Regions from separate parts of the Sus scrofa genome. Here region 1 is linked to region 2. Evidence: chromatin contacts called from public HiChIP or PLAC-seq data. All regions are on one chromosome and are shown on one strand. The core of a region is the stretch at or near the end of the contact, and the rest is flanking DNA. Distances in the headings are between cores, read along the strand shown. Region 1 overlaps RGL1 (ral guanine nucleotide dissociation stimulator-like 1). Region 2 overlaps RGL1 (ral guanine nucleotide dissociation stimulator-like 1).

What was found. HiChIP or PLAC-seq counts read pairs in DNA pulled down with a chosen protein or histone mark.
Region 1: an H3K27ac HiChIP or PLAC-seq map of alveolar macrophages shows a contact between it and region 2. The contact joins two enhancer-like sites. A contact is called at or near these places in 2 of 47 Hi-C or Micro-C datasets (liver and retroperitoneal adipose tissue) and 2 of 2 datasets of contacts at active chromatin or transcription factors (alveolar macrophages and skeletal muscle).

The regions. Positions count from the first base shown.
Region 1 is chr9:125,118,688-125,123,693 of Sscrofa11.1, reverse strand. RGL1 (ral guanine nucleotide dissociation stimulator-like 1) reads right to left here. Exons shown (of 19, transcript XM_003357576.5): 13 at 3,384-3,416; 14 at 810-931. Among named protein-coding and RNA genes, the nearest start is that of COLGALT2, 170 kb to the left of the region's middle. Within about 2 kb of position 2,598, at least 5 of the 83 cell types and tissues checked have an H3K27ac peak or open chromatin away from gene starts, as enhancers often do. A contact at or near this core is called in alveolar macrophages and retroperitoneal adipose tissue, where this site is marked.
Region 2 is chr9:125,018,220-125,023,314 of Sscrofa11.1, reverse strand. All of the region lies in intron 3 of RGL1 (ral guanine nucleotide dissociation stimulator-like 1), which reads right to left. Among named protein-coding and RNA genes, the nearest start is that of APOBEC4, 160 kb to the right of the region's middle. Within about 2 kb of position 3,409, at least 24 of the 83 cell types and tissues checked have an H3K27ac peak or open chromatin away from gene starts, as enhancers often do. A contact at or near this core is called in alveolar macrophages and retroperitoneal adipose tissue, where this site is marked.

The DNA of each region.
Region 1 (5,006 bases), core at 1,349-3,848, 100 kb before region 2:
TTTAAACATGTGAAAACAGGCAGGAGGCTGGATATGGCCTGTGAACCCTAGTCCTCTGAGCTGCGGGGGCAAGACCACGTGCCCTTGCTGAGCCCATATTCAAGGCCCCGGAGTTCGTGTACCTGTCCCTGCTCGTTAGTCTTTATTTTGAAAACTGCCACAGTACAGAGTTCTCACTGTCCTTCCAAATGCCAAGCCTGTCAGGCCACCAGCCCTCTGCTCACGTTCCTCTCTCTGTCTGGAATGTTCTTTTCCAGCTCTCCTGGAGAAATCTTTTCCTCAAAGCCCAGCCCAAATGTTAATGCTTTCATGATGAATTCCCCATCTCCTCCCATCCTTGGTTCCATGGATTTTTCCTGCCGGTGGGTCCTGTAGTACTTGTGACCCACTGGATTTCAATTCTTCGTGAGTTTGTGCCTTCTCCCCACTAGAAAGTTCCCTCGAACCAGTTAACAATAGTGACACACGTGGCCGTGACGGTGGCCATGGTAGGAAAGATGAGAGACACTGAACGAGGCTGCCCCAAATAGGACTGCATTTAATCCTCACAAGCATTTTATAGAGGAGGATCTTGAACACCAGGCAGAAGAAGTGACTGTGTGAGGTACAAAGATAAATAAATGCCAGCGAATTCTGAGGCCCTCAATCCGATTCTCCCTGCGGTGCCACGACCCTCTGAACACTGAGGATCTGGAGCACAGGAGCGGCCTGCTACACGGTGGTCGAATAAATGGCCCACCAGGAAGTGGGAGCAGTATGCCTCTCGCCAGCCCTGCAGCGCCCCCGTGAGGGTCAATGTGCCCGCCTACCTCTCCTCCTCTGTCAGGAGCTGCTGCCCCTGGAACCACTGGATGAACCTTTGGTCTGGGGTCATGCAATAGCTGTTGCAGGCAGACTGTAAGAGCTTGATTTGGGCAATGACTTCAAATTCCTAAGGCAGACAGAACACCGAAAAGGAAGCATGAATAAAAAAGCCAAGCAAATGGACATCTTTTCAACATGAAAACACACCACTTTAGGACCGACGATGGAGAAAACCACTTAGGAGAGCCCTAAAGCACAGGCTCCCTTAGAAATAAAGCAGCTGAACAACTCACGCGGTCCAACTCTGCTTCACTGAGGTCTTTGTATGCTTTTGTGGCCTAGCCTGCTTTCTCCTTGAAAAAGCAATTTACATGAATAAAACAAGCAACCAAAGCAGCTCAAAATAGGTACTACCTTAGGTCAGAGTGGCTTCTTTATTTCTCTTTTCCATTTTCACTCTTGGGACAGAAAAGTTATGTGGGTTTTTTGGGGTTTTTTTGGTTTTTTGTTGTTGTTGTTTAAGGCTGAGTCCTTCTAACATGTACTGAAAAATTCTATTTCCTAAAAGCTAAAGGGAGAAATTAAGTCAGGAAGCGCCCGGCTTCCCCACCCCCCATCTTCTTCAACCCATACCCCTCAATAAATCCGTTTTGCTAGAGGGTTGAATATCTAAACAGCCCAGGGCCTCGTAAACTCGAATGTTTAGATTTCCTGAATCCTTGGGTTTTTACTGCTCCAGTAAATCATTTCACTCCATCTTTTAAGCTCACAAGAGAAGCAAGTGTATAATTATGTCCAAAATTATTTATACTTCTTTAGATGTTTCAAAAAAGATTTCTGTAAGGCAGCAATGACTGTAAGCTTGAGCTTTAGATTTTACACTTAAACTTTCCCAAAGTCTGGAGTTCCCGTCGTGGCGCAGTGGTTAACGAATCCGACTAGGAACCATGAGGTTGCGGGTTCGGTCCCTGCCCTTGCTCAGTGGGTTAACGATCCGGCGTTGCCGTGAGCTGTGGTGTAGGTTGCAGACGCGGCTCGGATCCCGCGTTGCTGTGGCTCTGGCGTAGGCCGGTGGCTACAGCTCCGATTCAACCCCTAGCCTGGGAACCTCCATATGCCGCGGGAGCGGCCCAAGAAATAGCAACAACAACAACAACAACAAAAAAGACAAAAGACAAAAAAAAAAAAAAAAAAAAAAAAAAACCTTTCCCAAAGTCTAACATGCTGGTCTTCAAAGGAAAAAGATTACCCCGAGGGGCCATTCTCTAGTTAAAGGACAGAGACGGGTACCGTGGAGGCAACAGCGGAATTTATGATTCCACGACCGAAGGAGCCCAACGACTGGCAGACTCCATAGGTGTCAACTTCCCATCCAGTGACCTCAACCCTTGGCCTCAGTATCCCCCAGGAACGCGTGCCATCCTACGCTGCCAGGGACAGAGGACTTACAATCGTCCAGGGTAGCATATCTTGTTACTTAGGAGTTCAGCCTGGTTAGTTCCTGAAACTTTGGTTCTAACTGCAATGTCATTTCCTCCTGGAAGCTGCTCTGACCCCACGAGTTGGGGATAAATGCCCCACACATGTGCTCCCATAATATCCACTGTTTCCACTCATGAGCCCTTATCAGGGCTATATTATAACTGCCTGTGTGTCTACCTTCTTCCTTGATTATGAACTTGGTGAGGGCAGGGAGCTCTGGATTTTTTTCTGCTGCAACGCCCAAACGTATCACAATGCCTGACCCATGTCAGGTCTGCAGTCAGCATTCGTGCGCTCAAAGAATGAATGAGTAACTAAAGAACAAGGACAATGCTCTGGAGTGACGTTATTATTTTGCTCACTCCGTTTCCTCTGAATTATTTAAATCCACCATTTCGACACTAAAACCACAGTGAATTTTCAAAGCTCTGTTTTATTTAGGGCGGTGCAGAAATGCTTTACTCTCCACAGAAAAATGCGAATTCATGCTGAATGCTCCACAGGAGAGGCCGAGAATCATTAGCCGCATGTAACAATGCAGACCGTTTCCTGTCCTCTCTCCACCAGGCCACCTTCACCAATGCTTCTAGCTCAGAAACGCTTCCAAAACCCTTTCTCCTCCACAGAATGAACCCGTTACTGCGGAAGCGGATTGCAAAGAAAGAGATGGTGAGGGGGTCAAGACAGACACGTGGGAGTTCTCTTGTGGAGCCACAGGTTAAGGACCTGGCGTTGTCACTGCTGCAGCCTGGCCTCCATCCCTGGCCCAGGAACTACCACATGACACGGGGGCAGGACCGATCTGAACCCCGGCTGTGCTGGCAGGTGACGCTGGGCAAGTTACTTCCTCTCTCTGAATCCTGGCTCCTTCATCTTTGAATTGAGGATGATAAAACCTACCTCACAGGGCTCTCGGGCAGTAACACATGGGACGATGCCACGCAGGACAATATAAGATAAATTTTAGTTCAGTAAATGCTAATTCCCTTTTTTTTTTTTTTTTTGCCTCTATTAAAAACTGAAGTCTCCATTTCTTTTAATTTCTTTCATCCCCAAATAAAGTAAAATGGAAAACCGCAGGCGAGACCCCTACTCACCCTTCTCCTCTTCTCAAAGTTTATCAGTCCACCCTGAAAAAAAAAAAAAATTAAAAAGAGTGACAAACCATGCTACTTTGAAACACAGGCCTATTTGTGCTAGGTCTTATTAAAATAGCTCAAAGGGATAATAAAGTCACAATTATTATTATTATTTTGGTCTTTCTGCCTTTTCTTTTGCCTTTTTTTTCTGCCGGCCTACACCAGAGCCACAGCAACTCGAGATCCGAGCCGCGTCTGCAACCTGCACCACAGCTCACAACAACGCCGGATCCTTAACCCACTGAGCAAGGCCAGGGATCAGAACCCACAACCTCATGGTTCCTAGTCGGATTCGTTAACCACTGAGCCACGACGGGAACTCCTAAAGTCACAATTATTAGCGACACCATAATTATGCTACTGTGGAGGAAGAGATGCATCATTTGCTTAAGAAAAATAGTCTTTTAATGATAATAGCACAGGATAGGCAGACAGGCTTCTCTTAGAACGTCTGAAACCAACTAAAATAGTAAATAATGATGAAGGATTTCTAACACAGAATCCAAACACATTTGCAGAGCTAGTCAAGGCAAAAACTTGAGTAAATGTTCTGTTACACTTTTTTTTTTTTCTTGACCAAAAGCAACAAAACAAATGGCCATTGACTCATTACTAGAAACCAAATTGTCAATGGTTTATCAAAAGGGAAGTCGTTTCTAATAACATCATCACAAGAGTTAAGTTTCAATTCTCCACCTGCCAGCTCCTATTCTTGGTAGGCTGAATTTAACTTCTCCATCAGTGGTCACGCCCCACAAATTCCCCAACACTTAGGAGTGTTTCCTGAGATAAGCTGGGACAGAGGATGTGAAGAGGCAGAGAGCCTCTCTCCAAGAGCGAGCAGGTCCACAGCCCTGAGGACGACCGTGGAGGTGGGTCCATGCAAAATAACTGCTACTCCTTCTAATCCTGATACAGTAAAAAGCGGGTGGACTGCATGTGATCGTGTGATAACCAGGAAGGTGAGATAAATTTAAACATACAAAAAAAATCCTCACACTGCATCGCAAATACCAAATCCTTTCTCCATGTAATAATATTCGATTGTCACTGACAAGCAGTTTATTTTATTAGGTTTTACTCCTTTTCCAATTCTCAGAAGGAGAGAGAGGGAGAGGGATGGGGAAGAGGCAGGCCGGTGGGGGGTGGGGGGATATGAAACAAAAAAGGGATATTTAGACCCTATGGATCTGACTGACCCCCTCCCCCGGCAGGTAGACTGTTACGGCTTATCTTTCCCTCAGCTCCACCTGCCAAAGTCCCACCCAAAATCACGGCCCCGCTCAAACCCGCTCCTTTGTAAGGCCCTGCCATGACCCCCCCCCCAATGTGGAGCCCCTCTACTCTCACCGCATTTGTGCTTGAATTCTTACTATCTCCATCCGTCACTGCCTGCTTCCGTCTACACCTTCCACTGGATTGTGAGCCACTGCGGGCGTTACTCATCCCTGTATTCCTCACAGCACCCAGCACAATGCCACGGTCACAAAGAGGCCGCCACACACTGGCACACGTGCTTTTCTCTCTGGGGTAACTCAGGAGAGGGCTGCGGGTCCCCCCGCCCCGGCGGCCAGCACTCAC
Region 2 (5,095 bases), core at 2,160-4,659:
GTGGCTCAGTGGGTTAAGGATCCAGAGTTGTCACTGCAGGGGCTTGGGTTGCTGCTGTGGCGCAGGTTCATTCATTCCTGGCCCAGGAACTTCTGCATGCCACAGGTACAGCAAAAAAAAAAAAAAAAAAAAAAAAAAAAAAAAAAAAGATACTATCATTGCAACATGGCACAACTGTAGAAAATAACTAAGCTATTTTACATTATTTTCATCATATTGAATCTTTGAAATCTGGTGCGGATTTTGCATGTAGAGAACACTTCAAGTGCTCCACAGGCACAGGAGGCTAGTATCTGCCATACTGAACCCCACATCCCGGAGGGTTCTGGTCTTTTGCCCCCCAGAGCAGCAGCACTCACAGTCGTGCCGGGGAGAAGGGAGGAGAGGCACCCACTTGTGCTGAACTGCACTGCACGTTCACTCACGCATCCTATCTCGCACTGTACGCTCAACTCCTCACCAAGGCTCACAGCCCTGATAAAGGACAGGAGATTTCACAAGGAGGAAGGACAGGAATGAGGCTTATTAACCACTAATAAGCATAATCACTCTGAAACTCCTCAAACACAAAGTCCAAATGCATTCTTTTGTCTATGACATCAGAACTATACCAAATGTCACATAAGATTCAAACCAGAGAGTAGCTTTTAGAGAATCTGTTCTGAAAAAAAAATTTATCTTGCTGATTAAAAAACAGAATAAAGAGCATATTGCAACTATGTTGAAATGTGTGCCTGTGAACAAAGATTGGAAGATAAAAAGCAAAAGTTGAAGTGTGATTTTGTTTTTTCACTTCTCATGAAAATAATATGGATAATGGTGTGGCATTGCTCTCTTGAGAACAGCATTGCTTTAGAAGGTTCTTCCTTCACTTCCAAAGCAAATATACTGCATCCCTATACAAAGAGAAAGTAAAGATAACATGCTCGGACAAAAGGCAAGAAGGACCACAAGCAGTCAGAAAACTTGACCTTGACAGGGCCAGTTATGCTGGGATGGTCTGAGTGGAAACACCAAACAACAGCTGGACTTCCCAAAACACCCAGCACAGGCTCTCCATTTTGCCTCAAGTAGAAATTTAAGGGTTAAGAATGAAAGACCACAGGGAATTCCCTTCGTGGCTCAACAGAAACAAATCTAAAGAGAAACCATGAGGTTGTGGGTTCGATCCCTGGCCTTGCCCAGCGGGTTAAGGACCCACCGTTGCCATAAACTGTGGTGTAGGTTGCAGACACGGCTTGGATCTCGTTTTGCTGTGGCTGTGGTGTAGGCCAGTGTCTGCAGCTCCGATTCAACCCCTAGCCTGGGAACCTCCACATGCCACGGGTGTGGCCCTAAAAAGCAAAAAAAAAAAAAAAAAAATGTAAGACCACAGGACAGAGGAAACTTCAAGGAAGGGTAAAAGAGCAAAGGGAGCTGAGTTTTATTAATAAAAACCGAATATTCTACAGATATTACCATGTTATATAATAAAGTATAATTTGTCACTTATTTTTTTCCTGTGATTAAAACAGGTCTTTATTAATTTGAGGGTGACAAGAACATTTCTCATTTTCTCTACATACTTTTTTTTTTTTTGGCACTTTTTGTCACTTTCATTGGTGCAGATGGCAAATAGAGTCTCAGAGTTGGAAGGAGAGTAATTTCCACAAGGCAGCAAAGTGATTAGTGATGCAGTTGAGACTGGAACGAAGGCCACCGCAACTTCCCATCTACCGTGTTTCCTACTAAGGGTGGTTATTCACTCCCACTAATTCATTCAACACCTGCTCTGACACAGGGATGGGTTTAGGTAGTAATAGTGAGATGAATGGGGCCTGAAATTGTCACTTATTTTTTTAAGTCCCTTTTTGCCAATAAATTCTGGTGAGAGGAGCACACCTCAGAAAGTGCCCTACGCAACAAGCCTGCCCCCAAAATCTAAGAAAAGCGCCATCACTATATGCATAACCCTAGTGGTTATGTGCGTGGAGGGCGTCAGATCCCTTTACAAAAACGTGTCACACGGAACAAAGCCAAAGTGGTTTCATATCGGGTTAATACAAGCTTGAGGTAAATTGGAGCCCTCAGATATGAGATAAAATAAAATACGTGAAAATCCTAAGCAAAATAACTTTGGAATCCAAGGCAGAAATCAGGTTCCCAGACGTCTATCCTTCACTCATGACTCAAAGCATCACAAAGCTTATGGATTAACTTTAAATACCATGTCATTCTACCTACAGAGGTCACCATAACAGTTGAAACAATTTTCCTAAGATCATGAAATGTGTAGAAAAAGTAATGATGACAAAAATGAAGCAAAAGCAGCATGTTTATTTTTTCTCTTGTTTCCCAAGTTGAAACATAAAAGATAAATTAGATCGATATTTTCATTTTTAAAAATGAGATTTACAATATTACCAAATGGAAAAAAAAAAGTCATGAAGACATGTTTTAGAACAGAGATTAGGTCAAAGAACTTATATGATATTTACTGACTACTGATTATGGTTTGGACATGGTTCATGGTAATGGGAATATGAATACTGATTAAATAAATATGGTCCCTGTCCCCTGCCCTTGAGGCTTTCAAAGGAACAGGGCAAAGAGAAACATTAAAAAAAAAAAAAAAAAAAGGATACAATGTGCTAAGTGCTGTTAATAGAGCTTTTGGTAAAGTGCTAAGAAGATCCAGATAAAAGGATAATTATCCCAGAAGTGGGAATCAGGAAAAGCAGAAGAGTGCAGATGACATCTGAGCTGGGACTTGAAAGGTAGGTAGTTTTTCAGTCAATCAATGAACAGAAAAGCACTGTAGGCTAATACAATAGCATAAGCAGTGACAGGAGGAAGACTGGGCTGCATATAAACGTGAACTTCACTATGGATGATGAAATCCACAACCTGTGTTCTCAACTAAGACCAGGACTAGTTCTTTTCAAGGAGACATAACCACATAGGGAGCTGCACGGACAGACAGATGGGAGGAAAACTTTTAAAACTTCACCTGCCACCATGTAAGAGTATCGTCACCCCTGCTGCCATAACCCTTAGCAAAATAGGGAGCCGAGGTTAGGGCTGGGGGCTGAAATCAGAGATGCTGCCATCAGCACTTTTCAGTCCACTCATTTCAGTTCTTACCAGCCTTTATTCCTCAGGCAGACACTTGTTTGTGGATTGTGTAGGTCAAACATTGGATAGAAAGTCATTTTTGGAAAGAATATCCTAATCCTTCAACTCTAACCAAAGAATGCTCATGAAGAAACACTTTAACCAACTTTAGCTCCTTGAGAAAGACTTTGGTGGAAGTCAAACAGCAGCAGGTCCCTCAGGGTACCCACAGCAGCAGGATGAGGAAAGCCAGTCCCTGGGGCTCAGCTGCACATAGAAAAATGCTACACTTGCACCTCGAGCCAGTGTGTCACCATCCCTTCTCCTTCTGTACCACACACAGAGTCAGCACATGCAGACAGAATTCAGGGTCTGTCAGTAACATGTCATGTGAGCAAATCCCGTACTCAGCATCTATGTACAAGAGATTAAATTTTCAATTACAGCTCTGAGTACAAGGGTCAGTTAGCCTCATAAGTCAGCTGAGAACAGGGGTAAATAACAGAGGATGGACTCAGGCGTCTAAGTACCTTGAGAGCACAGGAAAGGATCTGAAGATGTTTTGGTGGTGGGAGCGGCGAGGGGGGGGGGAGGTTGCTGTATAAATAGAAGGAAGGATAAGTTCGTGGGCAAAAAGCCAGAGACCCTGAAGACTATTTTTAATCCAGAAGAAGGACAGGAAGGAACAGGAACAAAACAAGGAACTTACACAGGAGAAATGGAAAGCAAGAAGGAAGCAACTGTAACAAGCAAATGGAAACACAGTGAGTAAAATAGATCTGAAAACGAAAATTGTACTTCTAACAGAAAAGTCAGGAATGCTGGAAGAAAAGGCTGAAGACGAGAAAAAGCACCCAGACAGAAACAAGAGGACTACTCAAAGGAAGTATTTTAAATGCCTACATCGTATGAGGGTCAGTGTGGGTCGGCTGGCAATGTTTTGCCTCTGGCATTAGGTCATGAGTTCAAGTCCTGTATCAGGATTTGGCCTCAAACCAAGTGTTGATTTTCCAGCAGTTCTGAAAGGCTGGAAGCACTTTCCACTCCCTGGCACGTTAACTTCACTATCCTTCTCTGCAACAAATGAAAAGTCCCCTAAAGAAAGGGAGTCTCATCGCTTCTCGGCCTTTTGGCTAAGATCATGTGTAAGAAAGGAAGAATCAAAGAGAATTAACAGTCCTTATCGCAAAACCAGACAAAATCACACTGGAGAGAGAATGATAAAGTACCAACTTTTCATATGCAAGATACTTTCAGCATTTGCCTTTAGAATCCTGAGCGTGGGGTATCTGTTCCCACATCTAGTCCATAGCAAGAAGCCTTGTCTGCATTTTCAAAGCACCTAGAATACCAGTAAAGACCACGGTCGTGGCAGAGGAAATACTACTTCTTGCTGAAAATGAAGGTATCATTAGCTAATAAGCAAATGGGGGAGGAAAAAAAGAAAGAAAAGATTTCTTCTGGGGAAAAGGAAGAAAGGCAGGACTAATGAATAGACCCTGTGACAATCAAGCACTTTGGGGGTGAAGAGAGAAAGAAAGAAAAAGCCTTAGGATTAAAAAACAGTAACGATATCCTTGTACTTGTATGACAGTTTCTGTATCAAAATGTACTTTTACATAAACTCATAAGATCCTTACAAAACGCACAGGCAGAAAGAAAAACAGGGGTTATCTCCATTTCACAGATGAGGAAAACAAAGATTTAAAAAACCATGTGACATCTCAGAGTCACAACCTCAGGACCAATTCAGCTCATTCCTAGGTGGGACTCAAGTGTAGCATGAGCTCCTCAATATGTGGCCTGAGGAGAAATTTTACCCTTTTTTAACTTATGCAAGCACAATACACTACCATCCTAAATGGTATCCAACAAAGGGCGATTAGCACAAAGCTTACCAAGCAATTTTTAGAAAAATTCTTTCCTACCTTCCCATTTTTCAGGCAGAAATAGAAAATACAGAAGACAGAATACTACTCACTGTTCAGTAGCATTTTTTTTA